Linked DNA regions of Mus musculus: regions 2, 3, 4 and 5 are each linked to region 1. A link is a contact called in public promoter capture Hi-C and targeted proximity ligation data. All regions are on one chromosome and are shown on one strand. The core of a region is the stretch at or near the end of the contact, and the rest is flanking DNA. Distances in the headings are between cores, read along the strand shown.

Region 1 (2,732 bases), core at 157-2,656:
CACTGCTCCTCTAGATTGCAAAAATACCATTAAAACAAAACAAACAAACGAAAAAAAAAAAAACCTTCTGTTGTATTTTTCTTGGTAAACTTACAAAGTAGGATTTTTCTTGTCACTATCCTCTATATGACATCCTGGGGAAAACAACTGTGACTCAAAAAAAAAATTAAATATGAGAAAGAATGGCTCCATGATAGAATAAACAAAACAGGAAGCCTCAAAGGGCCATCAGATCATTAATGGAATAATAAAGTTGCTGTTCCAAGTTACAAAAACTACTCTCCCTTCACTGACTTCTATGGGCAGCTACTGTGAGACCTGGTAATACGTTCTTACATCTGCAAGTTAGTATGCACTTCTAAGCACACACAGCACCTTATTTATCAAAAATGTTAGGAGTGTTTTGTCTGCATGTATTAATGTGCAGAAGAGGATGTAGGAACCCCTGAAGCTGGAGTCCCAGATGGTTATGAACAATCTTGTGGGTTCTGAGAATTGAACCTGGGTTCTCTGCAAGAGCAACAAGTGTTATTAACTGCTGAGCCATTGCTCCAGCCCACACAGTAGTTTAACAGTTATGTGCCGAAGACCCTCAGATGTCTAGGCCATTTGCAGTTTTGGAGATTTTAGTACATTAAAAAGTTAGATGTACAGGACTGCAGAGCACCTGGCTACTATTGCTAAGTGTCTGCATATCTGTACTATTATTTAGAAGATAAAAAAATCTGATATATGCCCAGTTAGTGCTGACTGGGTAGATCATGGGCCACACATCAGTGGTAGGATGCCTGGGAACTAGCCCAATAGTTATCTGCTTTGCAACATCGAGGGACTTCGCTGCAGTTTGCCTTCCTTACATATATCTGTTGAATCACTCAACGGAGGGAGGAAGCACAAACACACCTTCGATGCCTTTTCTCAGAGAAAAATAAGTGGAAATGACAGGTACTCACTTTCAAAAGTTGGAACTGGGAGGAGCGTCTTCAGACCAGCACTGGTGGGAAGGGCTGCCCAAGAATCTACAATGACAAATCAAACCATTACTGTTACACTCTGATCACTCCTGACAGAGGTGTCTAGAAGCACGGGGGTACGAGTTCCACTAAATGGGCTTCCAAGGAAGCAACTAGGCTCACGGAGCACCGTCTCCCGCACATGACCAGGACCCAGGCCTCCGCATAGTGGAGGTGGAAGAAGTAAGGAAAGCGCAGGACCTATCGCAGTAAGCATAGACTTTGGAATGTGGGGAGGAAGATCGGGGAAATGCCTTTTTAAAAGATGAAACAGGTTTCTGACCTGAAAAGTGCATCCGCAGGAGCGGCGCGGGGACGCGCGTCAACAGCCTCCACATGGCCACGCGTGTGCTGCCGGGTCAGGTTTCTCTCAACTACAACAGTGGCTTTTCCCAGTTCAGAGCTTTGCCGGCCCGCGGACACAAGACAGGAAGTGACGTCATCCTGTCCCACCTTTTATAGAGTCCTGACGGAAGTAGAGGAAACTTCCAGCACCTGGTTCTGGAGCAGGTTATCTGCGGGTTAAAGGTCCCACAGGCCAAGCCACGCCCGAGGTGTTTCAAGTTTCCGCGAGGGTCTTCTCAGTTTTTTTCTGTTTAGTGACAGCTCTGGGTTTTCTCCTTGGTGTAGAAAGCTGCGAAAGCCCGAGGTTTTGTAAGAAGTTGTTCCCTTAACTTTCCGTACATTTATGTCTCTTCTCTAGGGACATAGAAAGATGCTATTGATTTGTCATTGGCTTATTTACTGTGCGCTTGCTGAGTTTGGTCTTGACAAATCTATCAAAAGAGCTGTAGCTGGAGTTTTCAAGGTAAAAGCACTGGCTTGGGCATTCCCAACCGGCTGGGTTCGATCACCTGTCCTTTTACTTTTATAATTAAAAAAAAAAAAGATTTATTTATTTATTATATATAAGTACACTGTAGCTGTCCTCAGACACACCAGAAGAGGGCATCAGATCTCATTACAGATGGTTGTGAGCTACCATGTGGTTTCTGGGATTTGAACTCAAAACCTCTGGAAGAGCAGTCAGTGCTCTTAACCGCTGAGCCATCTCTGCAGTCCCACCTGTCCTTAATATGCTAATTAAAAGAAAGTAACCTCGAAAAGCCATTAATTTAAGGTAGCTTCATTTGAAATAATAAATGATGGACTCCAATGACCATTCAAGATCATTTTCATGGCCCTGATATGAGCTTTAAGCTATTTATTTATTTATTTATTTATTTGAGACAAAATCTCTATGTAGTTCTGGCTGTTCTAGAACTCACTATGTAGATAGGCTGGCCTCGAACTCACAGAGATCTGTCTGCCTCAGCCTACACAGTGTGGGATTAAAGGCATGTACCACCACACCTGGCACCTTTAAGTTTAACTAGTGGACAAACTGGGGCATCGAGTGGGGAGTCCGCTAAAAAGTATGCATAATTAAGCAGTCCTGGTCTAGGCTGATCATTGCTTCAGTTTTGGTTTGGTATGGTGGTCATCTCAAGCTGGCATAGATTAACAGGATTAATTTGTTTCTATAAATGATCAGTTTGGTTTCAAGATTTAGCCTTGTCTTCACAGAAGAGGGGTAATGTTCTGTCTTCAAAGTTTTTCCTTTAAGAAATCCAAGAGAAGGAGCTGGAGGGATGGCTGGGTCGTTAAGGGGATTGGCTGCTCTAGTGAATGGACCACACCATAATTTAATAAGGAAGGGAAATGAAATAATGTATAATT
Region 2 (2,732 bases), core at 150-2,649, 250 kb after region 1:
AGGATCTAGGAAAAGAAATGGGAAGGAAAAGCATGATCAGAGTACACAGCACATGAATTTTCAGTAAGTCATTAAGTGCCTTGGCTTTGAACATAAAATAACAACAAACAAAACAAACCATGCTTCCCAGTTCTGCCCCCACCTCCCAGACTGTGCACCTTTGGGCATCCTTGACCTGTCCTTTGGCAGAAGAAACTGCTGGTACAGAGAAATGTAAAACCATCACATCTCAGATTTAGGAGTTATTTTTTTCAAAATGTTAAACACACCACAATGATTTTAGATAATAAACACCTCATAGGAAGGGAAATCCTGGATCCCCACAGGTTTCTGTTTCTATGCCCAAATGTTTACACAAAATTTGTCAGATGTAGCTCTGGCTCTTTCCCAATTTCACCTAGAACAAGTGCATTGTCTTTATTCAATGACTTGCACTGTCCGGCTGCTTTGCTATCCATGAGGTACTAAAGTCAGCCTTCAGTGCTTTCCAATCCATGCTATGTACCACTCAAAACGTGCAACCCTATGCATCTGTTTCGTGTGTCTAATAGTGCCAATTTTAGGATTAGCACCTCACATTTTATCATATTTTAGTAGACATAATCTAGTGTTTTTATTCTTGAAAACAATCCTTTACATTAATTAATAAAATCACAATCAGTAACAAATTCAGAATCAAAACTTTGATGTATATGAGGAAGTAATGATGCTTTGCACAGCAACATCAAATAAATGCTAAATAAACAGGCAAAGTTCTCATTACTGACCAGTTGCCTACACACAGTTGTGTGTGGCGGCACAGCTGTCTCTGACTCTGGTTCTCTCCTTATTTTCCCACCTGCCAGGGGCAGCCTGTGTTTAAGTCTCTTCAGTGTGAAGAAGCAGCTGAATGCACCCATATGAGAAGTCCTGGAGTCCTAAGCTTTTTTCAAGTTTTGTCATGATACTGACAATCATGCCCTTGTTAGGTGGAAGGACCATGTTCCCTGGGGAATCGGTTTCTGAGCTCATCTTGGCTCCCTTCTGTTCTCTGTGCTATTCTCAGCCCTTAGGCTGCCTAATCAGTGAATGACCTGAGAGTTCTGCTCCTTATGTCAGTGATCACCAAGATTATGCAGCTAAAATGGCCAGGACAGAGGTAAGCCAGATGCCCTGTGCCTTTGCCCATTTAATTCTAAAGAGCCCCCGTGTCTCCATTGCTTTCATGAGCATCAGCAAGTTCTTGTAACTCAGTCCCAGAAACAGAGTGCTACACAGAGGGAAGTCCCTTCAGGGTTGCCTACCTGAGCCTGTGTGCCTTGTCACCCAGTCACTTCCAGCCGAGCTCTCAGGAACCCGAAGAGCCTTAACTCTGGGTTCTCTCAGGCTGATCCTTGGTTCCTTCTTGTGAACTTGTAACTGTCTCCAGCCCTTCCTTCTTCTGTGTTCACTGCACAGGAAGTGGTGCTTAACAGGTTGAGGACTGTTATTGTGCCTGTACTTCCTATATCAGAAAGTCCCAGTAACTTCAGAAAAATTACTAATTGAACCAGTTTTGATAGAGTGAGGGGTGAGGTAGTGAGTTGCAACACCCACTAGCTGCATGCAATGCCCAAGTTCACTTTCTTGAACTTTAGTTGTTTATGAGTTAAACAAAGAACAGCAACATGCTGGGAAAACCTATTAAGATGAGAGAAAGTTTTTGGAGGGGAAACTAGGAAAGGGGATAACATTTGAAAAACAAATAAAGAAAATATCTAATCAAAAAAGGGAAAAAAGATGAAAGTTTTTCTTAAAGACCTGTCTTCCTTCTAACTACTATTTAATGAACTTTCTTGATTACTAATGATATTGCAAGTCATAGTAGTATTGATGAATAAAACATTTCACAATGCAGAGTAAAGTATGATAATAGTAATCATGACCTTGGATTTTGATATATTACTTTATTATAGGCTAATACATTACTGAGCACACTGTAATGTATAATCAATTGTAACAATTGATCATTTTACAGTATTTTTGGTACTTTGTTATTCATACTTTTTCCCCCAGTAACTCTTCAGCCTCTGGGGAAAAAAACCCCTGCACACAGGATTTCAGCACTCGCTGGTTAATTGATACTCCCTTTAGAGCCTTCCTCATCTCTTCTAACCTTCTTCTAGACCACTGGACTTCTCTAACAGGAGATGTGTCCAGGGAGTTACTGGACACTTCTAGAAAAGTAATAGATCAGGAGAGGAGCAAGCAGAGAAGTTTCAACACACCAGGAATGACTTCAACAATCCTGCACTCCAGACACAGTCATGAAGACATGTGTCCCTGTGGCTTTCAGGCCCTTGGGTAGGCACAATTCAGAAGCTGACTTTGACATAATTAACTTCACAGGGGAACTAGAGCCAGCTGCAGCAACTGGACAGCTACACGCTGACAACTTCCTTCCTTCTTTCCTTGGAGTCAGCCAAAAAGAACCTAGGGAGACAGTGTGAGCCACTGTCACATCAGAGGGTTGTGGTGTGGTAATTCCCTGCAGGTTTCACAGCAGGCAGGAAAAACAAAACAACAACAGCAACAACAAAACAATTTAGGAAGAGATGAATAAAACTCAGCTCAGCCCCATTTTGTTGTAACTGGTGCTGGTCTAGCCTAGATTGTTTTACTTTAGCCATAGTGAAGCACAGCACAATTTTGGAACAAAAGGTTTTCAGATAGCAATGAACTCAGGCCCAAGCTCACAACAATGTAATGTTACA
Region 3 (2,732 bases), core at 90-2,589, 230 kb after region 1:
CAGATGTGTAGACCAGTGGGATAAAAACAAAGGCTCAAATATGAACACACACAACCTCAGCCAATTAATACCTGACAAAGATGACAAAACATAAACTGGAGAAAAGAAGGTATCATCAATAAATGGTGCTGGAAAACTGAAAGTCTACATGCAGAAGAATGAAAATAGAGCCCTATCACTTTGCACAGAAACTAATTGCAAATGGATCAGAGACCTAACCTTGGAACCTAAAACACTGAAACTGCTAGAAAAAAAAAAATAGTAACCTAGATGATATAGGTGTAGGAAAGGACCTTCTGAATAGGCGTCCATATGGATATCCAAGATTAAAGACCAACAATTGACAAACAGAGCTTCACAAAACTAGAAAGCATAGCTAAGGAAACAGTCAACTGGGCCAGGTGACTAGGAAGCCCTTAGAATGGGCGAGAACATTGCCAGTTATACATTTGAGTGAGAATCTAGCTTTTTGACATGCAGGGGGTGTGAGGTTGGGCTTGGGCTGGCAAGCAGGAGAAGCAGAGATCTCAGGGCTGGCCCTGCTCTTTGAAGCAGCTCTGTTACTGTGTAGTAGCCCTTGCTGTGGTGTTGGGGGAGGGGCAGAGAGTGGATAGTAGCCCTTGCTGTGGTGTTGGGGGAGGGGCAGAGAGTGGAGGCTGGCAGCCAGCTAGTTAGGTCAAAATGAGATTTGGAGAGTGTAGCTAAGAGTCAAAGGGGCCGGGGTGGGGGAAGCTGGCCAGGAAAAGTCAGAGAGAGAGAGAGAGAGAGAGAGAGAGAGAGAGGGGGAGAGGGAGAGGGAGAGGGAGAGGGGGAGGGAGAGGGGGGAGGAGAGGGAGAGAGAAAGAGAGAGAGAGAGAGGGGGAGGGAGAGGGAGAGGGGGAGGGAGAGAGAGAGAGAGAGAGAGAGAGAGAGAGAGAGAGAGAGAGAGAGAGAGAGAGAGATATCTTTTGAACTAGGTCAGAGTTTACTTACTCCTTGAGTAATGTGGTGGAGTTTCGATGTGGGACTCTATTTGTGGGTATGCTTGAGCTGGGTTTTCACCACGATGGTAGTGCCAGTTGTAGAGTCCTTGGGTCCCGCTGTCACAGGGCAGGGCCACTCAGGGAGGCAGGATGTAGGATGTTGGATGTGTGATGCTGGATGGCAGATGCTGGAGTTGTCTGAGCTTACCCCACACTGTCCAGGCTCCTGTTGGGCCTTAGGGAAGCCCTGAGAAGATGCTCAGAAAGTGGGAAAGCACAGTCAGAGGTGCGGGGGACAGCCAGAACAGGCTCGGAGGTCCCCAGGCCTGAGATGAAGCCCGGGCTGTGGGGTTCCCTTGGAAGTCCAGGCGCAGCTGGAAGTTGCGAAAGAGCTGAGAAAGGAATCTGGGCGGGGTCTCGGGAAGAGAGGGGAGCTCAGGCTGATCCCACAGGGAATGTCCTTGGCTTGATTGCAGACTTGTCCCTGATTTTAGTGGAATTGCTTTAAGTTTCTCTTCATTTAGTTTGATATTGTCTATTGGCTTGCTGTGTATTGCTTTGATTATATTTAGGTATGTGGCTTGTATCACTGACTTCCCCAATAATTAAACATGTAGGGGTGTTAGATTTTGTCAAAGGACTCCTGAACTACAAAACTTCAGGAGAAATAACCATCCCTGACCTCAAGCTGTACTACAGAGCTATAGTGAATAAAAACTGTATTGGTATAAAGACAGACACATAGATCAATGGAATCAACCAAAGACCCAGATATAAATTCACACATCTGTGGGGACTTGATTTTTGATAAGGAAGCCAAAACCATACAATGGAGAAAAGAAAACATGTTCAACAACTTGTTGATTTCATCTTCTTTATCTGCTCTCTAGCTAATTTTATTAGGATAATTTAAATATTTCATTTTCTGAGTTAAGGGGTAATCATATTTGAGGATACAGAAAGGGAATGCAGAAAGTTGACACCAACAAATTCATTGCATTTATTATTGTGAAAAAAACATAAGACACTACACCCAGACACAGACCCTCTAGATGGTAAAGTGGGCAAAGAGCAGGTTTGGCACACTACAATGTTAGGTCAAGTTAAAGAGGTGAGGTGCCACCTCCTCGTAGTCAGGATATAGAGCATGTGTAGAGAGGTTCTGTTCAGTGGAGATATGTCCACCAGTACCTGTGCAGAGACACAGCACATACATGAGCACATGATGACAGCTGCCCATAGACCTGCACCTCCTCTAGCCCCATATATCTTCATGACACCTAGAATTTTCTATGTTTGAGTCAAAATTTATAGCTGACAAATGTGAATACTTAGGAATCAAAGGGTATTATGTTTGGGAAGAAAAGACAGTGAAATATCTGTTAAAAGCTTCCTGATTAAGTTTTTTTTTTTTTTAACTGACATAAATGACAAGATTGTAAGTTTTCTGTATAATCACGTAGTAACATAAACACGGGCTGTGCAGCTTAAATGGCATGGGATACTGTGAACTGGGCTGACCCTGTGAATTAGTAGAGCTGAGATGTAGGCATCAAACTTAGAGAAACTTAGAAACAAGGAAGAATCCTGTCTAGAGCACTTTTCTGCTTTGATCCAGTCTTTCTTTATATTTTTAGTTGTCATTCTAAAAATTATCAAATGTTATACAGGTTAATGGGATTCAGTTTGATACACCCATACACTGTACATTGTCTATATCTGTCCTGTTTGTTTCTATCTTTGTCTATTTGGTCCCTTTTTGTTTCTATG
Region 4 (2,732 bases), core at 110-2,609, 220 kb before region 1:
CTCCTGACATGCCTCCATTCACTTTCTCCCAGCTCCCTACAGGCCACAGTGCCTCACACCACCTGTCAAACTTGATTGTAATTGGCTGCTTACTTAATCTCTTTTCTGCTATTTGTATTCCAAATCAGTTAGATATCAGGCTCAGGTAAATGCTTAATGACTGAGGTTGAGTGAATGAAACAAAGAAAATGTTCCAGCCATATTCTAGAATGAACTTGTGTTTAGTAACTCTAAAATCACCTGGTCAAGCTCATAGGTCATGACCTCTACAGGCTATTTATGGAGGGTTCTACTTAATTGATCACAGTGCTGGGTGTCAAATCCCAGGCCGTGTACACACTCAGTGGCATTCTGGACCCACAGCCCTGGAGCTCTTTAGGATCTGTCCTTTGAAGACCCCTCATGTGACCACTCAGCTCCTTTCCTGATGGAACAATGACCAAAGCAGCTGTGATTTGTAAGGGTGGTGGGACTATGGTTTACAACAGGAGCTTCAGAAACTACACAAGGCTCAGAATGCTTCCAGTGGGGAAAGAAGGGTGGACAAGTGTGTTTCATACTGGTTTTGGCAGGGTCTCATGAGACCCAAGCTGGCCTCACATTCACTATGTTGCCAACAATGACCTTGGACTATCCTTTCCTCTCCATGTCCCCATGGCTAGGATTCACTGGGGTTCACCTGGAGGTTCTGAATTTTGTTCCATAAATGTACATCTATAATGAACCAAATCTGAAGATTTTCTGTGCCACTCTTTGAGACTTTGTTTTACTGACCCTATAGTGGAAATCCTTGAAGTATATGGCTGATGAGCAAGTTTGTTGAATGTGTGTATGTGATTGCTTTTTATAAATGAAGGAGAAGCAGCTAGGTCATCATGCTGGAGACTGTACTGTCGGCAAAAAGCCGATAGAAACATGCCTCCTTCAAGATCTGGCGAATGTTGTAGAGTAAGGACCACGGCCTTTGCATAGTGCATAGTCCTCCTGGGAGAACTTGGGAATACTGGGGTATAAAGTCCAGCAGTGTTGTGGTACAAGCAGTGCTCCGGTAGGTACACTTTCTTGCTTGAGGTCACTGATACTGCTTGACATGCCACAGATTGAGAGTTCTGGAAGGCTCTGTCCTTATTCCTTTTCAACTGTAGGGAACAGTGGCTGGCTGTCTTCCACCTCACTGTCATCTCTTCTTGCCCCACAGGTCGGAAAACTGCTGCTTTTCAACTCTGTGGAAATGAAGGCTGGGGAATTCAAACAGAATGGTAAATGCCAAACTCACTCCTATTTGCCTAAGACAGCATGGTGAACCATCTGTGGTGAAAGCCTGTATTTCCCTAAGTTTTGGACTTTGAAGGTCTCTGAATGTATTGATTTGAAATTTTGCTGAGTCATAATGGTGAATCATGTTGGATCCTGACCCTCAGGATCCACATTCCAGGTCATGTCATGTTATTAGATCAGAGAGGGATCATTAAACATTGTTGCTGTTTGACTGACCCTAATGTTGGAATTAAACTGATGGTGCTTGAGGTCTAACAGGACTGTCAGGAATGCCTCAAACCTACTGCTCTGCTTTTCACCTTGCCAGCAAACAAAATAACAAAACTTTACAAAATTTAACTTCCAATCTTGTAGTAATAATCGGGTGGTTTCCCCAAACCTGGTACAAAAACAATCTCTGATAACAGCTTATTTTGTTGACTTGAGATCTGAAAACTCCAGTCTTTGGGGCAGAGCTTTAAAAGAAAGGAAGGGCACTAGCCATCCAGGCCTGTGAAGACAGTCAAGCACTTTAGCAGCAGGATGTGACACACAGCCTGGAACAATGGTGAAGAACTGGACTATAGGAGCTTGAGTGATGGCTTAGCCATTAAGAGCACTTGCTGCTCTGCAAGAGACCCTCAGTTTGGTTCCCAGACCCACATGTTGACTCACCTTTCCACACAGTCATCTGGCTGCTGTGGCCACCAGGCATGCACACAGTACACATACACACTACTCTCAGGCCAAACACTCATATACATAAAATAAAGTTCCCACACAGAGCAAATCATCACTGGCCAGGTCTCCCTCTGTCCACCACTATTTCCTGACTATTAGGAGTAGAAGCAAATCAGACAATATAGCTTTTTAAAAATTATTTAATTTAGTAGTTTTTTTTTTTTGAAAAAAAGCAATAAGGCAAAAAAACTGAAAATATATATATAGTCTTATTTTGCTTTCATGTGACTTTATTCCATCTTCAGGACTTCTAAGCTTCTTCCATTAGCAGGGATCTGGGAATCAAGCTAGAAATGTAGTGCAGATAGAGGGAAAGGGGAAAGCACAGAGGTTCCTTGGGAAATTTCCATTCTATCCAAAGCCTCCGAGACGGCGCCCATTTTATGGGCCTCCCTGGAGTAACCCCTTGTGCTGGGGAAGCCTTCTTAGGAGGAAATTCCCTAGTGCTCAATCTTTGATCATTTTATCTAAGGAAGGAGAGTCAGTGGGAACGGACTGAAAATACTAATTTACCCAGTAAAATCCAATTTCCCTGGAGGGATAGCTTCCTCTGGAATGGTTATTTTCCCCAAGGACCCACACTGGCTGAGGCTCAACAGTTAAGGAACAAAAACAAAAACACTAACAAAAAGTACACAAGGAAGGCACCTCAATTTATGACCCTCAACCAAGGGTGGGTTGCACAAGGGCTACATTTCTGAACAGGAAACTAGAACTAATAAAGAAAAAGGGAG
Region 5 (2,732 bases), core at 142-2,641, 130 kb after region 1:
ATATGAGAACAAGTCATTTCCACCATACAAAACTATCTGACTTCTAGCCTTGAAGGGCTTCAGACACAGGGTCCCAACCTAAGCTGAAGCCTCAGATGATCCCCGAAAGCCACTGGGGTACAGTGGGCCAAGGTAAGACACTGGAGGACTGTCATTCATTTTTGTACTCCCAGAACATGGGGCATGGGCTGCTTTTATCACTGTTAACATTAGAGTGAGGTCTAGTCAGAATCGTTCCTAATAGAGGATGAAATTTGCCTTTGTTTGTTTGTTTGTTTGTTTTTAAATTGCTATGACAAAAAAAAAACCCAGACTAAATGAACGTAGGAAAGCTTTATGCCTATTTCCAATTTGAAGGGAGGGGTGGTGACAAGGGCTGCTCTGGCCCTGCCAGCAGAGTATGTGATGGGCTGGTCACACTCTCTGCAGTCAGGAAGCAGACAGATGAGTGCTCACTCAGCTCACGGTTCCTTTTTCATCCAGTCCAAAGCCATGGGATTTTGAATTCCATATTCAGGATTCATCTTCTAAGTTAAATGCTTATGGGAACTCTCTCACAGAGGTAACCAGAGTCATAATTCATATCCCAGGCAACCCTAAATGTCTAATTATGAGTGTCTGCCCTCTGCTTTCTCTCAAGTGTTCTCCCTCACTCCCTCTATTCTATGGTGTGACATGAAAGCCCTCAGAAGTGCTAGTGTTCTGGCACAGGACTTTTCAGATTCTATGGCCACGAGAAAAATAAACTCTTCTTCTTTATAACCCACCCTGTCAGTGGCATTCTCTTATACTATCAGACAACAGACCAATACATCTGGATAAATATGAGAGAATCTGATTATCTCCTCTATGTCAGTTTTGTCTTTCATTACATTGATTCAGTAGTGGTATTTAGGTCATGGGTTATCCCAAGGATGGAAGAAATGGATGCACCCTGAAGCAAATTGAACAGCAAGTGACAGTTGATGTAAACGCAATATATTTAAATTACCATTGTCTTAATTTATGACAAATGAACTAACCTTGCTTGGCCTGAGAGGATTAAACATTATAATTTCTATAAAAACAGTTTTAGCAACATCACTGATACGTTATGTAAACTCAGTCCCTTAATGGCCACAATATGTTGTTCCCCTTCCCAACACTATTCATTCTGCCTGGCTTCACTTTTTTTTTACATAGCTAGACTTATTCTCCCCCATCCCACTCTACCTTCCCACTGACTTAGCCCCTTGTTCTGCTTTTATTTCTTGCTCCAATAATGTGTGAAGCAACATCTTAGAGCCAGATGCTGATGGCTCCATATACCAGCTTCCTTCTTAATGGTATACTTGGGGAAGTGGGTGGGCCATTAGTGCCCTCAAATAGGAGTGTTATTAGCACACCTTTCAGGCAGCCAGCAAAACCACTTCCACTGGACTTGCTGAGGAATTGCACAAAGAAGAGATTCGTTAAGCCTGAGGAGGAAGAGACTGCTGGTTTTGGGGGACAGACTCTGGTGGTCATTACTGTCTCCTCTTCTGTAATGAGTTGGACTTGCAGGGGAAGGACTTGTCAAATCCTGAATTCTTCAAGGTAAACCCTACCAGACCTTTCTCCATTGGAATCATCTCTTCATTTTTCTGTCTGCTAAGGGTGGCTTTCTTGGGATAAAAGTCTTCTGTTTCATTTCTCAGTAGAGGTTTGGAATTTTTAGCTGTGTGGACAAATGTCTTTGGAATGCAGATATTACCTGGCGCCTGGTAACCCGGTGCCATGATTTTTGGCATAATATATTTGGAAAATGTAGACATGGATAGACCAATGTTAGGCAGGCAGTCAGGCACGCACGCGCACACACACACATACACACACACACACACACACACACACACACACACACACACACACACACATTTTGACATATTAAGAGGCTGCCTCTGAGTTTGGTGGCCAGGTCTAGCTATGAGAGGTGGCCTGAATGATAAGTTTTGTGAGGGAGATCCTGCCTGAGTGCATAAGAGTGTGGTGATAATTAGAGGCAGATTTGACCCTTAACTTCTCAGATCCCTGCCAGGTGGACTTGGGAATGTTATTTAATGCTCTATTTCTTAGATTCCTCATCTGTAAAATGGAAAGTGTCATAATGACAATACACATTCCAATAGATGTTTTGCAAACTGAATTGGTTGACATGAGTAAAACACCCAGAAGTGTTCTACACAGATAGAGCTGGGGAGATGAACTCCTTAGTGGGACACTAGGAAGCCTACAATTTCTAGATTTCTTTTAAAAGCCAAATTGACTATATTTTGTAGAACATGGCTTGCTTTACCTGAAGGCTGGAGCTTACCTTCAATTCTTTTCTAAAAAGCTCAACAATGTGTCAGACCTCCAAAGCCATTGTGTGGTGTTTTCAGCATGAAGACCCAGTGCCTGCTAATGGATTTTCTATTATTATTCTTAAACATGGCTATTTATAAAGTTTGTATTAGATATATATGAACTGTGAGGCAGTGAGGCAGATGAGCACACAGAGAGATGCAAGCACCTTTAAAATTGAAGCTCAGCCTGAGGTGTGTGGAACTTGTGCTGAAGGGATTCCCAGAACATGAAGAAAGGGTTCACCATTCAGACTAGGCCAGGACTAAAAGGGTTTTTTGAAAGCTTGATTTTGGCAGTATCCAGGCCAAGTTGTAGTGGGGAGAGAGGATTTGCTTTGTGAAGAGAATAGTTTTAGGGTATAAAGGCAA

The links. Promoter capture Hi-C pulls out the DNA fragments that hold promoters and counts their contacts. Capture Hi-C pulls out chosen DNA fragments and counts their contacts.
Region 2: a promoter capture Hi-C map of adipose tissue shows a contact between it and region 1. A contact is called at or near these places in 6 of 39 promoter capture datasets (the 3T3-L1 cell line, the C10 cell line, hematopoietic stem and progenitor cells and 3 more), 5 of 484 Hi-C or Micro-C datasets (B cells, CD4 T cells, Th1 cells and 1 more), 3 of 130 datasets of targeted methods (CD8 T cells, bone marrow-derived macrophages and memory CD8 T cells) and 3 of 9 other capture datasets (adipose tissue, liver and macrophages).
Region 3: a targeted proximity ligation map of memory CD8 T cells shows a contact between it and region 1, with 77 read pairs. A contact is called at or near these places in 4 of 39 promoter capture datasets (the 3T3-L1 cell line, the C10 cell line, hippocampal neurons and 1 more), 2 of 484 Hi-C or Micro-C datasets (B cells and CD4 T cells) and 4 of 130 datasets of targeted methods (bone marrow-derived macrophages, effector CD8 T cells, memory CD8 T cells and 1 more).
Region 4: a promoter capture Hi-C map of liver shows a contact between it and region 1. A contact is called at or near these places in 26 of 39 promoter capture datasets (the 3T3-L1 cell line, 3T3-L1-derived adipocytes, the C10 cell line and 16 more), 142 of 484 Hi-C or Micro-C datasets (the 3T3-L1 cell line, 3T3-L1-derived adipocytes, the 63-12 cell line and 83 more), 44 of 130 datasets of targeted methods (the 230-238 cell line, DN3 thymocytes, the HPC-7 cell line and 28 more) and 5 of 9 other capture datasets (adipose tissue, embryonic stem cells, liver and 2 more).
Region 5: a contact with region 1 is called in a promoter capture Hi-C map of macrophages, with 9 read pairs. A contact is called at or near these places in 14 of 39 promoter capture datasets (the 3T3-L1 cell line, 3T3-L1-derived adipocytes, the HPC-7 cell line and 10 more), 1 of 484 Hi-C or Micro-C datasets (bone marrow-derived macrophages), 4 of 130 datasets of targeted methods (the HPC-7 cell line, acute myeloid leukemia, bone marrow-derived macrophages and 1 more) and 3 of 9 other capture datasets (adipose tissue, liver and pancreatic islet).

The regions. Positions count from the first base shown.
Region 1 is chr19:11,769,089-11,771,820 of GRCm38.p6, reverse strand. It overlaps Mrpl16 (mitochondrial ribosomal protein L16), which reads right to left and starts at 1,406. Exons shown (of 4, transcript NM_025606.3): 1 at 1,297-1,406; 2 at 954-1,019. The coding sequence starts at 1,351.
Region 2 is chr19:11,517,226-11,519,957 of GRCm38.p6, reverse strand. It overlaps Ms4a6b (membrane-spanning 4-domains, subfamily A, member 6B), which reads right to left and starts at 1,399. Exons shown (of 7, transcript NM_027209.3): 1 at 1,284-1,399.
Region 3 is chr19:11,535,401-11,538,132 of GRCm38.p6, reverse strand. Ms4a4d (membrane-spanning 4-domains, subfamily A, member 4D) reads right to left here and starts at 1,339. Exons shown (of 7, transcript NM_025658.5): 1 at 973-1,339.
Region 4 is chr19:11,993,503-11,996,234 of GRCm38.p6, reverse strand. It overlaps Osbp (oxysterol binding protein), which reads right to left. Exons shown (of 14, transcript NM_001033174.1): 14 at 2,121-2,732. Among named protein-coding and RNA genes, the nearest start is that of n-TFgaa6, 7.4 kb to the left of the region's middle.
Region 5 is chr19:11,639,510-11,642,241 of GRCm38.p6, reverse strand. Ms4a3 (membrane-spanning 4-domains, subfamily A, member 3) reads left to right here and starts at 1,391. Exons shown (of 7, transcript NM_133246.5): 1 at 1,391-1,575.